4 separate regions of the Mus musculus genome follow, and regions 2, 3 and 4 are each linked to region 1. The links are chromatin contacts, called in public ChIA-PET and HiChIP or PLAC-seq maps. All regions are on one chromosome and are shown on one strand. Each heading gives the region's core, a stretch centred on a gene start, on an enhancer-like site or on the middle of the called end of the contact. The rest is flanking DNA. Distances are from core to core; before and after follow the strand shown.

What was found. ChIA-PET counts read pairs in DNA pulled down with a chosen protein or histone mark. HiChIP or PLAC-seq counts read pairs in DNA pulled down with a chosen protein or histone mark.
Region 2: a contact with region 1 is called in an HNF4G HiChIP or PLAC-seq map of pancreatic cancer cells. The contact joins the promoter of Adap1 here to the promoter of Zfand2a in region 1. A contact is called at or near these places in 4 of 39 promoter capture datasets (the C10 cell line, cranial neural crest, liver and 1 more), 7 of 484 Hi-C or Micro-C datasets (ECoMG myeloid progenitors, the G1E-ER4 cell line, the HL-1 cell line and 4 more), 16 of 115 datasets of contacts at active chromatin or transcription factors (the 230-238 cell line, the HPC-7 cell line, bone marrow-derived macrophages and 11 more) and 3 of 9 other capture datasets (adipose tissue, liver and pancreatic islet).
Region 3: an RNA polymerase II ChIA-PET map of effector CD8 T cells shows a contact between it and region 1, with 44 read pairs. The contact joins the enhancer-like site here to the promoter of Zfand2a in region 1. A contact is called at or near these places in 6 of 115 datasets of contacts at active chromatin or transcription factors (the SCID.adh cell line, bone marrow-derived macrophages, effector CD8 T cells and 3 more) and 3 of 9 other capture datasets (adipose tissue, liver and pancreatic islet).
Region 4: a FOXA1 HiChIP or PLAC-seq map of pancreatic cancer cells shows a contact between it and region 1. The contact joins the enhancer-like site here to the promoter of Zfand2a in region 1. A contact is called at or near these places in 13 of 484 Hi-C or Micro-C datasets (B cells, ECoMG-derived neutrophils, the G1E-ER4 cell line and 9 more), 4 of 115 datasets of contacts at active chromatin or transcription factors (bone marrow-derived macrophages, embryonic stem cells, large pre-B cells and 1 more) and 3 of 9 other capture datasets (adipose tissue, embryonic stem cells and liver).

What each region holds. Positions count from the first base shown.
Region 1 is chr5:139,483,196-139,485,895 of GRCm38.p6, forward strand. Zfand2a (zinc finger, AN1-type domain 2A) reads right to left here and starts at 1,296. Exons shown (of 7, transcript NM_001159908.1): 1 at 1,082-1,296.
Region 2 is chr5:139,324,182-139,326,881 of GRCm38.p6, forward strand. Adap1 (ArfGAP with dual PH domains 1) reads right to left here and starts at 1,283. Exons shown (of 11, transcript NM_172723.4): 1 at 1,100-1,283. The coding sequence starts at 1,181.
Region 3 is chr5:139,302,419-139,305,118 of GRCm38.p6, forward strand. All of the region lies in intron 2 of Adap1 (ArfGAP with dual PH domains 1), which reads right to left. Among named protein-coding and RNA genes, the nearest start is that of Adap1, 22 kb to the right of the region's middle. Within about 2 kb of position 1,348, at least 64 of the 459 cell types and tissues checked have an H3K27ac peak or open chromatin away from gene starts, as enhancers often do. A contact at or near this core is called in the SCID.adh cell line, effector CD8 T cells and memory CD8 T cells, where this site is marked.
Region 4 is chr5:139,284,277-139,286,976 of GRCm38.p6, forward strand. The region is part of intron 4 of Adap1 (ArfGAP with dual PH domains 1); the gene reads right to left. Among named protein-coding and RNA genes, the nearest start is that of Get4, 33 kb to the left of the region's middle. Within about 2 kb of position 1,320, at least 73 of the 459 cell types and tissues checked have an H3K27ac peak or open chromatin away from gene starts, as enhancers often do. A contact at or near this core is called in B cells, adipose tissue, cerebral cortex and 2 more, where this site is marked.

The sequences.
Region 1 (2,700 bases), core at 46-2,545:
CGGTGCCAGGTGCTAAGTGGCATCAGTTGACTATGCTCCCCAGAGTAGGCTGTCCCTTGCCTCTCCCTCCCTCATGCCTTCAGTTTTACTTTGTGCACACGCCATAATGACATCAGGCCAGGGCCGATCAAGGCAAGCGGCACTTTAATTAACCACAAGAAACAGACAAGCAGAGAGGCTGGCATCCCGGAGACCAGGCTTGAAGCAAAGTCTCCTCCAAGTCCTGTCACCTATCAAATGACTCGAAACTCTTGCACTTTCCACAGGTCAAGTCCCCAAAGAGCTTTTCACATCTTTCTATTACTTTCTCTGCTGGGAACTTCTTATCTACTCCTTGTTGAGAACTCTCAGGCTTCAGAAGACATCTATTTGACTTGTCAAGGACCAGTCTACAGTGTCACTTCCTCAAACGTCACCTCTAACACCTCTAAGCCAATTCACTTCCCACCCTTCCCCCTTCCTTTCCTACTGCATTTAGTGGTTAGGGTGGATCTCATTCCTGTCGGGGAGGAAACCTTTTAAGTCGTGCACAACAGAATCCGCATTATGAAATGTTTTTGTTCAAAGCAAGCAGCACGTGACGTATTACCAAATGACCACCGACTGTTTCTTTTCTCCCCCCCCCCTTTTTTAAACAGGGGGCCGGGGGCCTAGGACAGACGCTATTTTGTAGTGCTGGCTGTCCCTTAACCCGTTTTGTAGATCACTTTGGCTATCAACTCGGAGATCCGCCTGTCTCTGCCTCTGGAGTGCAGGGATTAAAGGCACGAGCCACCATGCCCTGCTAGTAGACTGTTTCATGAAAGTGTGTCTCACTACTTAGCTCAGGTTAGCCTGGAGCTTGTGATCTAATAACTCAACTCCCCAGCGCTGAGACTACAGGCCTGCAACAACCACTATGCCTGGCTGCCGCGACAATGGCTCAGGGCAGTTGACCTGGGGATGTGAGATGTCACTGTGCTGAGACAGTAACTCCTTGATGGCCAGGCCACGAGAAATCACAGCGCGGAGACGCCAGCCCCTAGTTCACCAGCTCCCCGGGCCCCAGCGGCCCGCAACCACACCGGTACCTGGCACTCACGGGTAGTCAGAGGCGGAGACAGACAAGCGGTGCCCTTTGTGGTTATCCCGGTGACACCGCAGTAGAAACTGCAGCTCCAATCGCCGCGAAGCGCCCGACTTCTCTCAAGGCCGGAAAGCGTAGCATTGCCCCTGCAGCAGCCTGGGCCATTTATCCCCAGCCGACAGATCCAGAGTCATACATCCTGGGCGTTCCCGGCGCGCTCTGATGACGCCACACCAACACCAACCAATCCCCTAACATCTAGAGTCGGCCCGCCAGCGCGCCCAAAATGTCATCGAAGGCCAGCCAATTCCTTCGTGTTATGACCCCCAGAGGGCTGGGCGCCGTGATGACGTCACTTACATGTCACCAATCCAGCAGTTCTACGGCCTTTTCGTCCCTCCCTATCCCCCCGCCTATTTTCTAGAACAGTCAGGCAACATCTCTAGCTTAGGCTGAGTCGTGGTGAGGCAGCTCTGGGTGAGGTGACAGGCTTGCCTGTACCTGAGAGCCTGAGACAGGACCCGGCCGGACGTGAGAATCCTGTGTCTCAGTAGGAGTTCCCTGAGGGCTGGGATCGCGGTATGCACAGATTGATGGCCCATTTGTGAAGCTGTAAGGATCCCAGGACTCGGGGAGGCAGAACGCCAGGGACAGGTCATCTGAACAAACATGCCTTGGAAAAGTGAGGTCCAGTCTACAGAAGAATTACAAGATGATACCCAAAATGCCTGTATCTCTGTTACCAGAGTTGCTGGAGCACGGACTATGCATGTGATTTAAGAAAGATGTTCAGGGCTGGTGAGATGGCTCGGTGGGTAAGAGCACCCGACTGCTCTTCCGAAGGTCAGGAGTTCAAATCCCAGCAACCACATGGTGGCTCACAACCATCCGTAATGAGATCTGACTCCGTCTTCTGGAGTGTCTGAGGACAGCTACAGTGTACTTTAAATAAATAAATAAATAAATAAATCTTAAAAAAAAAAAAAGAAAAAAAAGAAGAAGAAGAAAGAAAGAAAGAAAGATGTTCAAGCCGGGCGGTGGTGGCGCATGCCTTTAATCCCAGCACTCGGGAGGCAGAGGCAGGCGGATTTCTGAGTTTGAGGCCAGCCTGGTCTACAAAGTGAGTTCCAGGACAGCCAGGGCTACACAGAGAAACCCTGTCTCGAAAAAAACCAAAAAAAAAAAAAAAAAAGAAAGAAAGATGTTCAAGTGTTGCTGACCCAAGCTCGAGAATACCAAAGATCTGTGGGCTAGGCTAATAGACCCAGAATACTACTGCTCTGTCCTGATTATTTATGTTTTTAATTAATTATTTATTTATTTCTCAATCTGACATAAACTGAGAAGAGGAGACCACAGTTCAGGAAATAACCTCTATAAGATTGGCCTAGGAAGTACTTTTAAGTTAGTCATTAATATGGAAGGGCTGAGCTCCTTGCGAGTAGTACCACCCCTAGGCTGATTATCCTAGGTGCTATAAGAAAGTAAAAATCAGGCCAGTTGGATGTGTACACCTATAATCGCAGCATGTGGGAAGCAGAGGCAGGTGGCTCTCCTAGTTCTTGTCCAGCTTGGCCAACATTACTTTTTGCTTTGTTTTTTAAAAAAGATTTATTTACATGAGTACACTGTAG
Region 2 (2,700 bases), core at 33-2,532, 160 kb before region 1:
GCACCACCGTCAGGGCCCTGCGGTGCCCCAAGAGACCAGGAAAGGGCTACTTCATCTTGCCTACTTCCCACTGAAGCTTGGTCAATGTCTCCTCCCAGGGACACCAGGGCCCCTGGGGTGGCATGCACTTACTATTGGCTAGCAGATTCTCAGCCTCAGGCTGGCACTCTTCAGCCCAGAGGCGGGGATGTGGGGGAGAGATGGGAAGGAGGTCCTATTTACAGACTGCAGGCTTTCCGCCTGCATCTCAGGGAGATAGAGTTAAGTCCCCAAGGAATTGATTCCTGGTATGTTCTGAGGGGTTCATGCTAGGGCCCCCTGATATCCCTGAAATGCCCTGTCCCCACCTGCATACCCAGATAGGATCGGCCTGGGAGGGCCAGCTCTCAGAGCCTGCCAGCTGGTCAGAGAACCCGGCCCTTTTTCCATAGCCAATCCTGAGCCCCTGTGTTCTGGCCCCTACAAATCCTTCCAAACCTGGAGCAACCAAGGGACAAAGTCTGGAAGATGTCTGACATATGCGTCTATGACTCCCACCTGTCCCCGACTGTCCTGATCCCAGAGAAGCTAGGTAGAGAGAGCCAAAGGCACATGGCCAGAATGTCCTCACAGGGCCACCCAAGGCTCTGCATCCTCCCCCAGCCTTGAGTCTGTACAAGACGGTGGCCCCAGGCAGGGATGCCATGACGTCATCTCCAGGTAGCTGGGAACCAGGTGGACCCCATACTCCCTGGCAGACACCCTGGGCTCACTGGCCGCTTTCCTTGCAAGCCAACCGCCCCTGCTGATTTCCTCTTTTTTTTTAATACCCCGAGACGCCAAGGTTTCGCAAGGCTGGGGAGGGGAGGCGGCTGCGGGTGACAGCGTGACACGCAGCCCGGCGGGGGAGGGGAGTCGGCGGCACAGGTCGCACGGAGCCCGCGAGGTGCCCTCCGGATGCTGCGCCTCACCACTGCCAGTCCCTGACGCCGGCAGGTGCACCCGGGCCGCGCCCCAACCCAGCCAGGACCCAGCGCGTGGCGCGTCCCCATCCCCCGCGCCCCCCACGCAGTCCTGTCCACCCGGCCGCACCCCGCGCCTCCGCCCGTCCCGCACCTACCCGGGGCTCCGCAGTCAGCGCAGCGCGTGTTCCCCGGCCGCGTCAGTAGCTCCAGCAGCGCCCGGCGCCGCTCCCCGGCCATGGCTGCGCGGCCACCGCGCCGTCCCGAGCACGCCCGCCCCGCTAGGGCCCCGCGCCGCGCGCCCGCCGCCCGCCTTGCGCCATCGCCACCGCTCAGCCCGCGCGCCGGCCCCGATCGTGTCGCCGCGCGGGGCCGCCCTGAGCGGAGCTGCGCGCGCGGGGACCGGGGAGTAACGCACGGCGCGCCCGGGACGGCGCGGCCCGCGGGCGGCCCCCAGCGGCGCGGACAGGGAGCGGCCTCTTGGAGAGCCCGGCCTCAACGGGTCCACCTGGGGCGGGGTCGCAGGGAACCCGCGCTGCGGAAGGATGGGCCACCCAACACGCAAGCGTGCCTGTTGGGTTGAAGCTGAGGTCGCGGGCAGCTCAGGCTAGCCCTACCTATGAATGACAAATTCCAGTACTAAAAGGATCGAAGGGCTCCACCCTCACACGTGTCCAAGTCTATAGTCTCATCTCCAAGAGATAGGACAAGAACTGGCCACACCCTTCCTGATCTCTGGCCCGCTCCCTCCCAGAGCCGGGTGTCTGCTTCTTTAACTGGCCCTAGCATTTCTTTTCAAATTCCATTTTCTCCATTATAAACGCAATAGTAGCCATTTAGAAGCCAATGGCCACACCCAACTGAGAAATGAAAGCCATCTCCAAAGCCTCCTGAGAGTCTACTCCTGCTAATATGTCACAGCCAGGGTGTTGGTTGCTCTATGATTTGGCCCCACAGTGTTCCCTGCCCCGCAAAGGCCCCTGGGTTAAGGGCACAGTCCCCACGGTGATGCTATAGTGTGGTCAGGGCTACTGGGAGGAAGTTAGGTTGTTGGGACCCTAGCCTCTTCGTTATGCTCTCTCTTGCTTCCTGGGGAGGAAGGGTCCGTTTTGTCCCACCACGTATGTCATGCTGCTTTACTGCACATTGTCTTTCTGAGTGTCTACTTTGATGTCATGAACGTTTGCAATCCTGGCCGACTCCACCTGGTGGCCCTCTGCTGAGGCTGTTGTCTTGCCAGGGGCATCTGTCCCTCCTGACCTGGCTGTCATGCCATTGCAGAACTTGTTTTGGGATCAGGAGACAGAACATGCAACCTGCCCCAATGCACATTTTGGAGGTCTTGAGGCCGGTGGCGCTGTAGGCTTGTTGTTTAACGGATCTAATGTTTTTCTCCTGAAGCCTACTGGAGCCTGGCTCCAGACCTGGCACACAGCAGGAGCTTGGAGAATGAAGCAAAATGCAGACTGCTGGGGGCTGGGGAAGTGGTTCAATGGATAGAGAGCTTACCCAGCATTCACCGAGCTGCGTATTGTGTCCTCGGCACCACAGAACCTAGGAGTACTGACGGATGCCTCTACTCTCAGTGCCCAGGAGGTCGAGGCAGGAGGATCCGCTGTTCAAGGCCATCCTCAGCTACACATCTAGTATGAGGAGAACAACCTGGACTATACGAGACCCAGTCTTTAAAAACAAACAAACAAACAAGCAACAAAAATACAGAATCAAGACAAAAATAGACTAATGGTAGTAGTTGTGT
Region 3 (2,700 bases), core at 98-2,597, 180 kb before region 1:
AGAGCCAGGGACCCCTGGATCCTGGGACAGTGGTGGCTTCTGGGTAACTGCTCCCCTTTAGGCCACTGCAAGGTCATCTGACCCAGAATGTTGCCCTTGGGATGGAACTCCTAGATCCATCCTGTCTCAGGATGGGCTCCCAGTAAGCAGGGAAGAATAGGATATAAAAGGAGTGCCCTAAAGAAAAGGCCCAGAAGGGCCAGTGATGTGGCCCAGCAGGTTAAAATACCTTCCACACCAACCAAATGATCCAAGTTCAATTCCTGGTCCTGTGGTAGAAGAAGTGAGCTAAGTCTTGAAAGTTATCTTCTGATGACCACAAGTTCAGTATGGCATGTGTGAGCTTGCACTTATCCACATACCATACAGGGATTTACACACACAATAATAAAATGCATTAAATTCAGGGGTCAATGATGTAGCTCAGTGTCACCAAGCCCAAAAACCTGAATTAGATCCTTGGAACCTACACAAGAGAGGATCAACTCCTGGATGTTGTCCTCTGACCTCCACACATGCCATGCGCATGTGTACCCTCACACATACACATATGCACACACAAACCCACAAGTATATAACTGTAGTAACATTTTAAAAGCAACTCATATACCTGCAAGATAGCTCAGTGAAGAAAGGTGCTTGCTGTTTATTAAATTAAAAATTAAAAACAACCTTCAGGGGTTGGAGATGGAGCTCAGCAGCAGAGCCCCTGCCTAGAATCCCCCAGGGAGGGGCTGGGGTGTGGCTCAGTGGTAAAGCCCCTGCCTAGAATCCTCCAGTGAGAGCTGGGGGCGTGGCTCAGTGGTAGAGTCCCTGCCTAGAATCCCCCAGTGAGGGGCTGGGGGTGTGGCTCAGTGGTAGAGCCCCTGCCTAGAATCCCCCAGTGAGGGGCTGGGGTGTGGCTCAGTGGTAGAGCCCCTGCCTAGAATCCCCCAGTGAGGGGCTAGTGATATTAGACTCCAGAATCCATAACTGATACTGAAATAAAACAACAAAACAAAACCTCAACTCTCAAGGTGAGGTGATTCAGCTGTTAAAGTTCTTGTCTCATAAATGTGATAGCTTGACCCCATGTAAAAAGCTGATGCCGAGACATTCCCTGGTAACCCAGCAATGTCAAGATAGAAAGCAGAGAGACACGTGCAAGATCAGTGGCCAGTTTGCTTAGCCTATTGGCAAAGTTACAAGCCAACAAGAGGCTCTATTACAAAGAGCAGAAGGTGCCTGGGAAGGTGCGACACCCAAGGCTGTCCTCTGACCTCTGCACACGCTTGCACCTGTACACGCATATGCACTAGGTGACAAGCAGTCGCTCTCTGAGTCTGTCTGAGTATGCTGTAAACCACAAGAAAGGCTGATCAGTTTGACTAAGCCATGACAAAAAAAAATTTCCATGTCAAAAACCACCATGAGTAAAACCAAGACACTTGTGAAAATCTATTTTCTATGAGCCTGCTTCTTGGTTGGGCGAGTTTCCTGAACAGGTCAAAAAACCCCAAGAGGGTAAAAGCAATGAAGATGGCAGGGCCGCTAAGAGCAAAGAGCAAAGAGCAAGCTGAGGATAGAAAAACTCTCTCAGCCACCGGGCAGTGGTAGCGCACGCCTTTAATCCCAGCACTTGAGAGGCAGAGGCAGGCAGATTTCAAAATTTAAGGCCAGCCTGGTCTATAGAGTGAGTTTGAGAGAGAGAGAGAGAGAGAGAGAGAGAGAGAGACAGAGACAGAGACAGAGACAGAGACAGAGAGAGAGAGAGAGAGCAAAGCTCTCTCAGAACCTTCAGCTCAAGATGAGGACCCAACTTCCCCAGGAAAAGCATACACCACTAGGTCCACACAGGTGCACCAGCTGGGATGTGGCGCAACCTCTTCTACTTTCGCTGGAGTCCTCTATGGCGGGATCCGGCAAGACTCTCCCGAGCTGCCAAGCTGCCTAGCCTCGGACCTTCCACCTCCACCTCCAAGAATGTAGGTCAACAGTGAGTTCCCAGAAGCACAAATGTCACACTGAGAAGCAGCTTGGGGGACCCAATCATTACAGAGAGATAGGACTGAAAGTAACCCGAGGCTGGCCATCTTTGTACTCAGGAGGCTGAGGCAGGAGGATTGTGAGTGTGAGATTGTTCTGGGTTATAAAGAGAGACTGTGTCTTAAAACTGAAAGAGAAAAAGAAGTAGGGTGTGGTGATGTAGATGTAAGGTCGGCACTCTGAGGTGGAGGCAGGAAGATCAAGGTTCAAGGTCATCCTTAGCTACATAGTGAGGTAGAGCCAGCCTGGGCTACATGAGACCCCTGTCTTTCACAACCTAAAAAGGGGACAAAGAAGAAAGATAAAAAGAAACAGGAAATAGAAGGGGAAAGAAAGAATGATCTAAGTGTGTCCATGCAGAGACAGCGAGCAAGGTCCACATACTCTAGAGACCATGGCAGAATACAGGAAAGACAAAGCAGTCCCTATATGTGGGTTAAAGACACGCATGAGCATACAGACAGACATTTTCCAAAGGAAGCACAAAGCACTGGTCACTGGCGGCCTCTGGGGTGAGAAGCCAAAACCAGGGGAAGGGGGGGCTCTCACACTGTCAATCCTCCGCTGAGCCTGGCAAATGTGCCCCCATGCACAACAGTAGCAGATTATTAAAACACACCAAATAGCAGGCAGGCTCGGTAGTGATGCCAGTCATCCCAAGTACTCATAAGGTTG
Region 4 (2,700 bases), core at 70-2,569, 200 kb before region 1:
AGCTCCAGGTAAGACAGAGGGGCTGTGTGGATGACAGGGGCTGAGATCCATGTTTGTGAGTCCCATGCAACTGCAGGGCCTCCTTGGCATGTTTGGCCTGCACTCTACCTGCACCCTGGAAGTGTTGCTTTCCATCTTTAGGAACCTGGGATCCCAGGAGCATGTGGGCAGCAGGTGACCACTCAGCCCTTCTTGCTACTTCCCGGCTTGGCTCTGGGAACAGATCTATTCACCCTGTGTGTCTCCTTGGGAGGTCTTTTCTCTCTGAGAAGCCACACAGGAAGACTTCCCGAATCCAGTGATGGATGCTCTAGTTCTCTGCTCTAGTCCAGTTGGGGCTCCCTGACTTGAGGTGGGGTCAGGTAGGGTCTCCCTTCAGGAGAATACCTGATACCTTAGCCCTGGTGCAAGCTAACACCTCCCAGGTGCTGGTTTCCTTGGGACTCCATAGCATGTGTCCTCAGTATGCAATGCTCTGGCTTCAAGACTCCCTGGTGTTCTGGTCATACATAGGAACCCTTCAGTATGAGTGTCCCACATCCCTTCTTGTTTACTTCTTCGATTGCCCAATAACCAGCAGAACACAGCCTGGTGGGGAGAGGGTGCTGCGAGCCAGCTCCAGGCCATGGCTCCAGGAACTGGGGTTCTGAGCTGTGTCCCCATCTTGTACATAAGCAATTGGTCTCCTGAAGATACTGTTCACAGAGTCACACAACAGCCGCCAGGAAGCTCACTAGCTAGACCTCACGAGCTGTTCTCATGGACAAGGTGGCAGGGGACCGTCGCTGCCACCTCTCTCTGGGCTTCAGTTCTGCCATCTTCCAAAGGGTCAGGGCTGAAGTGAAGCTAAAGGAGTCAAGACAGTTCCTGGGGTCCAGCAAGGCCACCAGACCTCCCTACTGCACTCAGACTGTCTGGGACATGGGGCTCAGAAGAAGCCTGGTACTTGTGAACAGCCTGGCTGATCTTACAAGTGACTCTCATAGGAGCCTGTCACATGGGCAGATCCAAGGCCACTATAGAACCCTTGGAGGCTTGACAGGAAGACAGGAAATGGGGTTATCTGCATCTAGGAGTGCCCTACCTAGCTTCCACCGTCATCTCATCGTTTCAAAGGACCTAACCCTCTTGCCGAGCCAGCCACCCCAGGGTGCCTCACCCTGGCCATCCCATGATTTAACAGTCCCCCAAACACTGTTGTGCTGAGCACCCTGCCTTAGCACACAAGAAAAACCGAAGTCAGGCAGAGCTGTGCCGCTCAGGGAGGAAGGAAAAGGGGTTGTACCAAGTGGAGACATCCCGGTGCTGTTGCTTTCTTGACCTTTGACCTAAATGTCACTATGCAAATAGGGAGAGAGGCTCCCAGAGGGACCCAGGCAGGACCCAGTCTGTTAGAGGAGGTGGTGGCCTGGTCCTGGGCAACAAAGGCCATTGTCTGCATGCCCTGACGCCCACCCTCCCCTGTGAATGGCAGCCATTGAGGCTTGGGTGGAGGCAGGACAGTCTGGGGCAGGAGCCAGGGCAGCTGTCACCCAGTCCCTTGCTGAGCAGTGGTGGGGAGGGGCAGATACAAAGCAAGGTGCACTCAGGTATGAGGGCACACCCAACACCCTGACATCTCCGCGTCAGAGGGGAACTTTAGACACTCCAGCCAACTGTGACCTAGGCTGAGGAATGACACACAGCAGAGAGTGTGGCAGGGCCCTATGGTCACAGGGCTCCATGCACTGCTCATTCCTGCTGAGGGACAAGCATCTCTGTAAGCCAGGACATGCCCTCACAGAGGCAGCCCAGGCACAGGAAAGGATGGCCGGGATATAGGGGGGTCTTGACCCAGCAGCCTCTGTCTCTGGCAGGCCAGGAAATGTGACAGGGGCTGTAAGTGAGCCACTGGCACCTGTCTCGTCTGGAACTCCAGGGGCTACTTCCCTCCTGTAGCCCTGGATGACACTGTCTGAGAGAGACTTCTCCAAAGCCCAGTTCCAGGGAGCGTGTGCTCAAGGCCCCAGGTCTGACTCGCTCAGCCACTGTCCATGTCGAGAGAGAATAGGCAGCCATCCAGGTGGCTCCTCAGTCCTAGGAGTGTCGTCCTGTAATAGGCAGGCCTCTGCACCAGGCCTGGACAAGAGACAGACCTGATGTCAGTGGACACCTTAGCGCCAGAGACTCTGCTAACCAGTCTCCAGAGCAATGCTTCTGTGAAACTTCCTTAGACTGAAAAGAATTTTGAAAATAAACAAAGATAGGCTCCGCTGTGGGTGAGCAGCACAATGCTCTGGGCCAGAAGCCTAGCATAGAAGGCCACTCATCACGTCCAAGCTGGTGAACAGCGGGGAAAGAGAAAACCAGACGGCGGTGGCTGCTGGCATGCTGGCTCACAGGGACAGGGTCTCAGCGCTGGAATAAATCTGGAATAAGCCTGGGATTGTGTAATAGGGAGTGCACTGGGGAGGGCAGGGCCATGACAAGGGTACTTCCCCACACAGAGACTTCACATGGATGACCCCTTGGCCTCCGTGTCCCTCAATGCGGGGGAGGGGTGTGGGCTGGATGTTCCCAGAGATGTCCCCATGGCTCCTTGGGCATTGTGGAGGGAACTGTAGTCACTGTCCCTGCTCATTTTGAGTCCTGACATGCAGTTGAGGATGTCCCTTGGTCTCTAGCTTGACTGTCACACTGTTGTTCGTCTCTCTCAGCCCC